3 separate regions of the Ovis aries genome follow, and all the other regions are linked to region 1. Evidence: chromatin contacts called from public Hi-C data. All regions are on one chromosome and are shown on one strand. Each heading gives the region's core, a stretch centred on a gene start, on an enhancer-like site or on the middle of the called end of the contact. The rest is flanking DNA. Distances are from core to core; before and after follow the strand shown.

Evidence for each region. A called contact is a pair of places that touch in the nucleus more often than the background predicts.
Region 2: a Hi-C map of liver shows a contact between it and region 1, with 7 times the contacts expected there. The contact joins two enhancer-like sites. A contact is called at or near these places in 11 of 16 Hi-C or Micro-C datasets (blood, liver, mesenteric adipose tissue and 5 more).
Region 3: a contact with region 1 is called in a Hi-C map of liver, with 9 times the contacts expected there. The contact joins two enhancer-like sites. A contact is called at or near these places in 14 of 16 Hi-C or Micro-C datasets (blood, liver, mesenteric adipose tissue and 6 more).

Annotation. Positions count from the first base shown.
Region 1 is chr1:271,695,621-271,698,225 of ARS-UI_Ramb_v3.0, forward strand. No RefSeq gene overlaps it. Among named protein-coding and RNA genes, the nearest start is that of ERG, 85 kb to the left of the region's middle. Within about 2 kb of position 1,326, at least 20 of the 54 cell types and tissues checked have an H3K27ac peak or open chromatin away from gene starts, as enhancers often do. A contact at or near this core is called in liver and tail adipose tissue, where this site is marked.
Region 2 is chr1:272,070,316-272,072,920 of ARS-UI_Ramb_v3.0, forward strand. No RefSeq gene overlaps it. Among named protein-coding and RNA genes, the nearest start is that of ETS2, 290 kb to the left of the region's middle. Within about 2 kb of position 1,281, at least 1 of the 54 cell types and tissues checked has an H3K27ac peak or open chromatin away from gene starts, as enhancers often do. A contact at or near this core is called in liver, where this site is marked.
Region 3 is chr1:272,052,817-272,055,421 of ARS-UI_Ramb_v3.0, forward strand. No RefSeq gene overlaps it. Among named protein-coding and RNA genes, the nearest start is that of ETS2, 270 kb to the left of the region's middle. Within about 2 kb of position 1,290, at least 12 of the 54 cell types and tissues checked have an H3K27ac peak or open chromatin away from gene starts, as enhancers often do. A contact at or near this core is called in liver and tail adipose tissue, where this site is marked.

The DNA.
Region 1 (2,605 bases), core at 76-2,575:
AGTCAGCCTTGACTGTGAACTCAAGATAAGCTCAACCTCCTGTCACCTATTATCTCAACACACTACCCCATCTGGTATCCAGCACTTAGCTGATTCCCTTTACACATTTGTTAAGCAAAGGAGAAAGCTCCCGGATGTGAAATGATTTACCCAGGTTTCATAATGATGCTGTCAGAGGCAGGTTTAGAACTCCCCCCGAGTCTAATCCAGTCCTAGTCCCCCACTCAGAGAGAGAGCCCAGCTAGCTTCCTGCAGGCCTGTCCCCACTCCAACTGCCTGGATATCTATTATGTTACCTGGCAATGCCAATTAGGATAATGTTGAGAACACCCCTAAGTTTAATGCATCTTTTTAGGTATTTAAATGCATTTTGGTCAGAAGCTTCTATCAGTAAAACATTCCTTTCTTTTTTTGGCCATGCCATGCAGCATTCAGGATCTTAGATATTAGCAATCAGCCCTGTGCCCTCTGCAATGGAGGGCTGTACTTTTAACCACTGAACCGCCAGAGAATTCTCCAGTAAATCATTTCTTAACTTGCACTCTTAATATCTTATAAATTTGTTGTTGTTCAGTTACTCAGTCGTGTCTAACTTTTTGTGACCCCATGGACTGCAGCATGTCAGGCTTCCCTATCCTTCATTATCTCCTGAAGCTTGCTCAAATTCATGTCCATTGGATCAATGATGCCATCCAGCCGTCTCATCCTCTGTCGTCCCCTTCTCCTCCTGCCCTCAATCTTTCCCAGCATCAGAGCATTTTTCCAAAAAGTTGGCTCTTCACATCAAGTGGCCAAAGGATTGGAGCTTCAGCTTCAGCATCAGTCGTTCCGATGAATATTCAGGGTTGATTTCCTTTAGGATGAACTGATGCACTCTTGCAGTCCAAGGGACTCTCAAGAGTCTTCTCTAGCACCACAGTTTGAAAGCAAATTCTTTGGTGCTCAGCCTTCTTTATGATGCAATTCTCATATCCATACATGACCCCTGGAAAAGCCATAGCTTTGACTACGCGAACCTTTGTAGGCAAAGTGATGGCTCTGCTTTTTAATACGCCGTCTGCGTTCGTCATAGCTTTCCTCCCAAGGAGCAAGTGTCTTAATTTCGTGGCTGTAATCATTGTCAGCAGTGAATCTGTAACTGCTTCTACATTTTCCCCTTCTACTTGCCATGAAGTGATGGGACCAGGTGCCATGATCTTGGTTTTTCCCCATATTTAGAATACAGAAACTAGAAATGCCACCGCAGTCATTTTCCATTTTGAACCTCAGCAGCAAGCGGCGGTCATTCCCATTTCCACCAGGTGGTGACGCTCGAGGCAAACGCTGCTTCTCAATTGGCCTGGAAGCGCTGAGCCTGGAAGCGCTTTCCAAACATGACCGTCAGAGAGTGGACTTGAGACGGTCGGAAACATCGCTTCGGGGTGAATGGGATAAGCGTCTGGAAAGCGTGCCCAGAAGACATGGCTGTGCATAAAGCCGAAGAAAAAGACCTAAAAGGAGTTGGGGAGCCCAAAGGGAGATCTGGCCACTGGGTAAGAGGAGGCGCCGGAATAGCCTGGACCCCGCGCAGCACCTGGTGTAGCTGTGCGAACAGAAACCAATTGTGTGAAAACCACTGCCGCTCGGCGGCGGGAGCCCCAGGCCCTCCGGTGAGAGGAAGAGGGCACTTGGTATGGTCTCTGGGAGCACCCAGCAGCTTCGGCCCGGTATGCATCCTAAGCCAGGCTGTGCAGATAAAAGTGAGGATCCGAAACCAAATCTTAGAGAGTCTTACTGGGATTCAGCATTTCAGCATTAACCCTCATTTCCGCTTTTCAGAGGTCCTAGGAGGACTTGTCAAGTTAGTTTGTTCTCCTTTCACACGCAAATGAATTCAAAGTGATTGTTCCTCAAACCCCTCCCCCCCCCCCCCACCCCCCCGCCGTGTCTTGTTACCTTGCAAAATTATGACTGCCTTTTGTAAGTACGGTAACAAGATCTGTTCTTCAGATCGCTGTTTAAATATGGGTGATTCTTGTCTCTGTTTAAACAAACCTAAAAAAAAAAAAAATTGGAGCACATAGGCAAAAAAGTTCAATTTGGGGAAGGAAGTGCTCTTAAAAGCTAGGACTGTACATTTAGCTTAAGTCTGCACATTTTTTCCAAGAGACTTCCAAAATGAAATGTCCCAGCATTTTCTAGTCTTTTCAGTAAACAAAACATATGCCCTTTTAAAGAATAAAATAAACTATCTAGAGATGTTCATTTGGATTCCTTTGTAAATTCTAAATAATCTGTAATTGGAGTCATAGTTCTAAGAACTTCATTCCATTCCTTGAAAATTTAGGGAAGGACAAAGAGAGAGCCCTGTGGCTCAAATGGTGCAGTTGGAAGAATAATGAAAAGAATGGGAAAAAGCCAGCATCCTCCAGGGCAAGAACCATGTTTTATGAGGCTGAATCATGAAACAAATTGAGTAGAATATCATGCACCTCACCCAGAAACACTCAAGTTCAAGAGAGACTTTGCAGTAAAAGAAGAGAACAAGATCCTCTGCAGTGTCATTTCCTAGTTTTCTGTTTCATTTTCAAACCCACAAGGGCTGTCTGTTCTGGGAGGAGTCAAG
Region 2 (2,605 bases), core at 31-2,530, 370 kb after region 1:
GGGGACATGGTAAGGTAAATATTCTGTCCATTGAGCCACGATCCACCCAAAAAAGGAAGCATTGCTCATTCACAGATAGCAGAACATAATTCTGAGGAGGACGATGGTTTCTTCTCTGGGCGTCATTAAGGGTTGTCACAGATTGAAGAAGTTTCCAGAACAAGTGAGGCATTCCTCTCTCTGCCTTGGTTCAGCCACTGCCCACCAGCCACCTGCGTCCCAAGCCCTGCACTTGCCCTGGGGCCCAGACCGTGAGATCACAGGCGTCTCTCTCATCAGTAACCCTCAGTTTGTAGAGAATGCAATGCACAACTGATTTGCAGACCTCAGAGTAAGACCTGGGGACCTCTCCGGTGGCGTTTCCAGACAGAGGTACCCCTGGCTGGGGAGACTGATTGTGCGGATGTGGGATGCTCCTCTGGGTTGACTGTGAACACAGGACGTACCAGGCCAGCTTAGCTAGCCCAGCGGCCATCTCTGTAGCACCCCCCCCCACCTCCCCCCAGCCCTCCCTCGGGGGAGCTGACCCCCAAGGGAGCCCCAAGGCACCCAAGCTTGCCTGTGGCGACCTCTCCAAACACCAGACCTCAGGGCCTCCTGGTGGGGCTCAGCCCGGCCAGCACCCCCGTGCTGTGAGGTCGTATCTCCACTGTAAGTGTGCAGAGAGGGTCTTATTCTTTCAGAGATGACCTCAGGCTACAGCTTAAGTAGCTCTGGGCCATTTCAGACAACAGGGAGGGCGAGGGAAAATGAAACCCCAGGGGAAGGCATTGAATAGTCTGCAAGGAATGCAGGGGGAAGAGACACAGAAAACTAGACGGTTTCTATGCTCCACTGTTGTAGCCACACGTTCCGGGAAACAAACTCCCTCAGAAGGACAATGCAGATAGTGGAGTGCAGTTCATTACACCGGCGGGCCCAAGGCAGAGTCTCCTCTTAGCCAAGGACCCCGACCTGTTTTTGTGAAAACCTTATATACCCTAAGTATGTGTGCACAAACCTGCCTCACCAAATTCCCTGAAACTAGTCTGAACAAAGGAAAAGAAAGATACAAATTTAACCCATGATTCATATGCCTTAAGCCTAGGTAGTTAACAGTGGACAATTATCAATAGGCCTGTGGTCATACCCCAATAAGCATAATAGAATGTATGAGTCTATTCGGTTACACAATTAGGATATTCTTTTAGGCAATGGAGTGTCTAGGTACAAGCCCTGGAGCTCTTCCTTCTGGCGGGGGAGGGGGGGTCTGGTTTTCCTATTGGTAATCGTTTCCATAGATACTGGGCAAATAGCTCAAAGTCCACAGTCCGGCCCAAGACGGAGTCCTGCTTTCAAGATGGAGACTGTTCTGTCTGTTTCCTCCGTCCCTACAACTGCTTCTAGGGGGAAGCAGACCTGCAGCACACATTGCCCCCAAACAGAGTTTCTCTCCGCTTTGGTTCTGGGCATCTGGAGATGGTCCCCTTGGTGACTTGCCTGGGATGACGATGGAGCAGGGATGAACGCCACCCACTCCCCCGCCACCCTGCCTCAGGCTGACACTCTATCAGCCCATCCCTATCCTAGCCCTCCTCCCCAGCCCACCAGGAAGGCTGCCTTCCAGCCCCGCGAAAGGCGGGAGAGCTGTTGGAAAATCGCCAGGCTCTGGGGCAGAGGGCAGCCTTCCACCAGCCTTGCCTGGACTTTGTCTCCAGCCAGAGTGAGCTGTCCGTGTCCCCAGAGAGGGTGACGGTGCTCCTTGGGCAAGGGGCTGGCTCCGGCTCAACTCAGCCCCCTAGTCTTGAGACTCCAGTGAGAGGGCAACAGGCAGGAAAGCCAGGGGTCTCCAAAGGGGAGGAAATAGGCTGCAAATCTCAGACCTTTTTTTTATCTCTCTCTTAAGCAGCAGGAGGAAACAAACTAGTGTTATATTTTTTCCCCTTCTCTATACAAATGCCAGCTGCCACCGACTGCACGGCAGAAGCATGGCTGAGAGGAGCTACCCCTCACCCGAAGTTAGGGGCGGCGGCCAGGAGGAGCTACCCCATGTCCAAGGAACAGTGTCTGCGTGGTGCAGGAGGGCCAAGAGGAGCTACTCCACATTCAAGGTCAAAAGGGCCGGCCGTGAGGAGATAACCCTCGTCCAAGGTCAGTGGCGGCCGAGAGGAGCTACCCCGCATCCGAGACCAGTGGCGGCCGGGAGGAGACACCCCGCGTCCAAGGCCAGTGGCGACCGGGAGGAGCCACCCCGAGCCTGAGGCCAGGGGCCGGCAGCTAGAAGGAGCCTACCATGCCCGAGGCCAGGGCCAGCAGCCGGGAGGAACAACCCGAGGAGTGGTGGCTGCGCAGGCGCAGGAGGGCCTAGAGGAGCTATCCCACGTTGAAGGTCAGGAACGGCGGTGGTAAGGAGATACCCCTCGTCCAAGGTAAAAGAAACCCAAGTAAGATTGTAGGTGTTGCGAGAGGCATCAGAGGGCAGACACACAAACCATAATCACAGAATACTAGTCAATCTAATCACACAGACCACAGTCTTGTCTAACTCAATTAAACTAAGCCATGCCCTGTGGGGCCACCCAAGACAGGTGGGTCATGGTGGAGAGGTCTGACAGAATGTGGTCCA
Region 3 (2,605 bases), core at 40-2,539, 360 kb after region 1:
TCTTTTTTTTTTTTTTTTAAGAGTTGCAAGCTTAAGTTTTATTTGGGGCAAAATGAGGACTACAGCCCAGGAGACAGCACCTCAGATAGTGAGAGACTGCTCCCTGTTTTCATATTCTTATCAGTATTGGGGAAAAATGAAAGGAGAGAAATACATGAACAAAGGGATGGATGGATGGATGGGTGGATGGATAGGTAAATGGATGAATGGGTAAATGGATGGATGGATGGGTGGATGGGTGGATAAATGGATGGATGGATGGATGGACAGAAAGCTTAAATCTTAGGCTTCTTTAGACTCAGAATTCTCAAACAAATCATCATCTCTTCCAAAGGCTATGGGTCACTTGCCATTTCTGATATGACAGCCAGACCTCCTGGACATTTCTTTGGGGACACAGCCTCCCCAAGCTCTTTCTTGATGATGAACTCTCTTTTGGTTCCTAGAAAATCTGGAAGATGATCCCACCACGTAAGCCATGTGTTCCTCCAGCTGACATGTGTTAAACATCTGTTGTTTGTACTTCCTCGGACAGAGTACCAAGTGGTTAAATTGAGGTGAAAACCGAGCTGGTCCCTGGACGACTGTGGAGCACCTGGACTCCAGATCAAGGATGGCTTGAAAGCACTCTTTTGGAGGAGGGTGGACCACGCTTGCTCCGGTGGCTAGGGAACTGAGCTAGAGTCCTAAGGAGGAGTGCCCTTTGGATGGTGCCGACGTGCGTGGGTGGCACTGCTGGGTGTGGAAGGTCATGAGGGTGTCTGGACACTGTGACAGCCGGCTGTAGAGATCAGGGGTGTCCAGAACACACCACACGCCCAGGCAGGTGGAGCATGAGCATAGCCGTGGAGGGACGAGTGACGCGATGGAGGCCCGGAAACTGAGGCCGCAAACCGAGGTGGACCACAAGGGCTGCACAAGACGGGCAGTGGGATCCTGCCGAGTATCGGAGCACGCTTAGGCTGCCCCCCTGCTCCCCGCAGAGGCCTTGGGCTGTGAAAGGGAGGTTCTTAAAAGTCAGGTCAGAACTTGGCCCCTGGCATGACCATGCCCCCCCAAAAAAGAAGGAAGATCTGCCATCGCGGGTCAATTGGTCCTGTGTCTGCAGCAGTAAGACGTGGCAGGACCTGGCGCCCTAACCTGCCTCCGTCTTGGTAAACACTCAGGCAATTGGACTCGCCCTGGTTTCCGCCTTGCTCCCCGCTCCCCTCCCCATGGCCTTTCTGCCTCTTTAGGCTCCTGTGTACTGTCCCTCTGCCGGGATCATTCAGCTCAAAAGTTCACCGAGTAATTGTGTTTCTCCATCGAGGCCAGGAAGTCTGATGCCTCTAAAAGTCAAATGTGCTTCTTCCAAAGATGACCTTAGGCAAGGAGCAATGTGTTCTTTTTCCTGCGGTTTTAACAAGATATTGGGGAAGTGAGAGAAACAGGCGGGCCAGAAGTGGAAGTGAACTTTGTGGCGACTCGGACAAGCCTTACCAGCTTCCAACTGAAGCAAGAACCGTGAGCGTGCAGTTTCCCCTTCTTGCCCGAGGGGCCAGGGCCTGCCTGCCTGCGGGCTGGACACCCTGTGGGCTGGAAAGACGTGTCCCCGATGGCATTCAGGTCGACACAGGACCTGTGTCACAAAGTCCCGAAACCCTCATTCCTAAAGCAAAAGCATCCTCTGATTCTGCCAGCCTGTCCCCTTCTTCCGAGTAAGAAAGTGTCAAACATGCAAAAATTGCCAGTGTGATTCCTTGAACAAGCGGCTGCAGGCCAGTGTCAGCATTTCAAAGCGCTGATGAAAGAGACGTCATTCAAAGACAGGAGGAAGACAGAGCCTGCCCTCCCCCAATCCTGTACTCAGTGTCAGGGCCTCCCCTCCCCACTCCACCATTAACCAGCTTTCCTGTGATTACACGGGTCCCCTTCACATCTGGTTTCCATCAGTAGCAGAAATGCCAGCTCTCTTGCACTGGGGCCTGCCGGTCATTATGCCTGGGAGCGGGGCCGTCAGTGACACCCAGCAATCTCCACCTGTGATGGCAGTGTCCGTGGCTGACCGCTCAGGGTCCGCCCCCACCCCCACCCCCCACGTAACTGGGGTGAAAAACCTCAAAGAACCATCTGGAGACTTTCTTCACACACCCAAGCCAGGGCTGGGGAATTTGTCTCTGACATTAAGCTGCCGCTGAATCTCCTGCACATTGACGTGAAGAGTGAACACGATCCTTGCTACAAAACTGGGCTCCATCTGAAACCTGCAAGGGAGTTCGAAAGAGACACAGATGGCAGACTGGGGTTTCAGCTTAATCGTACTTATGAAGAGAGAGCCTCATGGGGACGCAGCACAGGGCAGAGCATGGATTCTAACTTGTAAGCCACTGTTTGGTGTGCAGATTCTCGAAAGTCAGATTCTAGAGCTGCAGAAAGTCAGATTCTAGAGCTGCACGATCGGGTGGCTGTTCCTAAGGTAGATCTCAGAAATCAGGCAAATCCCCATGCGTGGGTGGGGGTGGGGTGGGGCAGGAACCGGAGTCATTGACTGGAGGCCGTCATGGCCCATGACAGCCCCAAATTGGCCTTGGGTTTTCCGGCAGCAAAGCTCTGCTTAATTATTCCT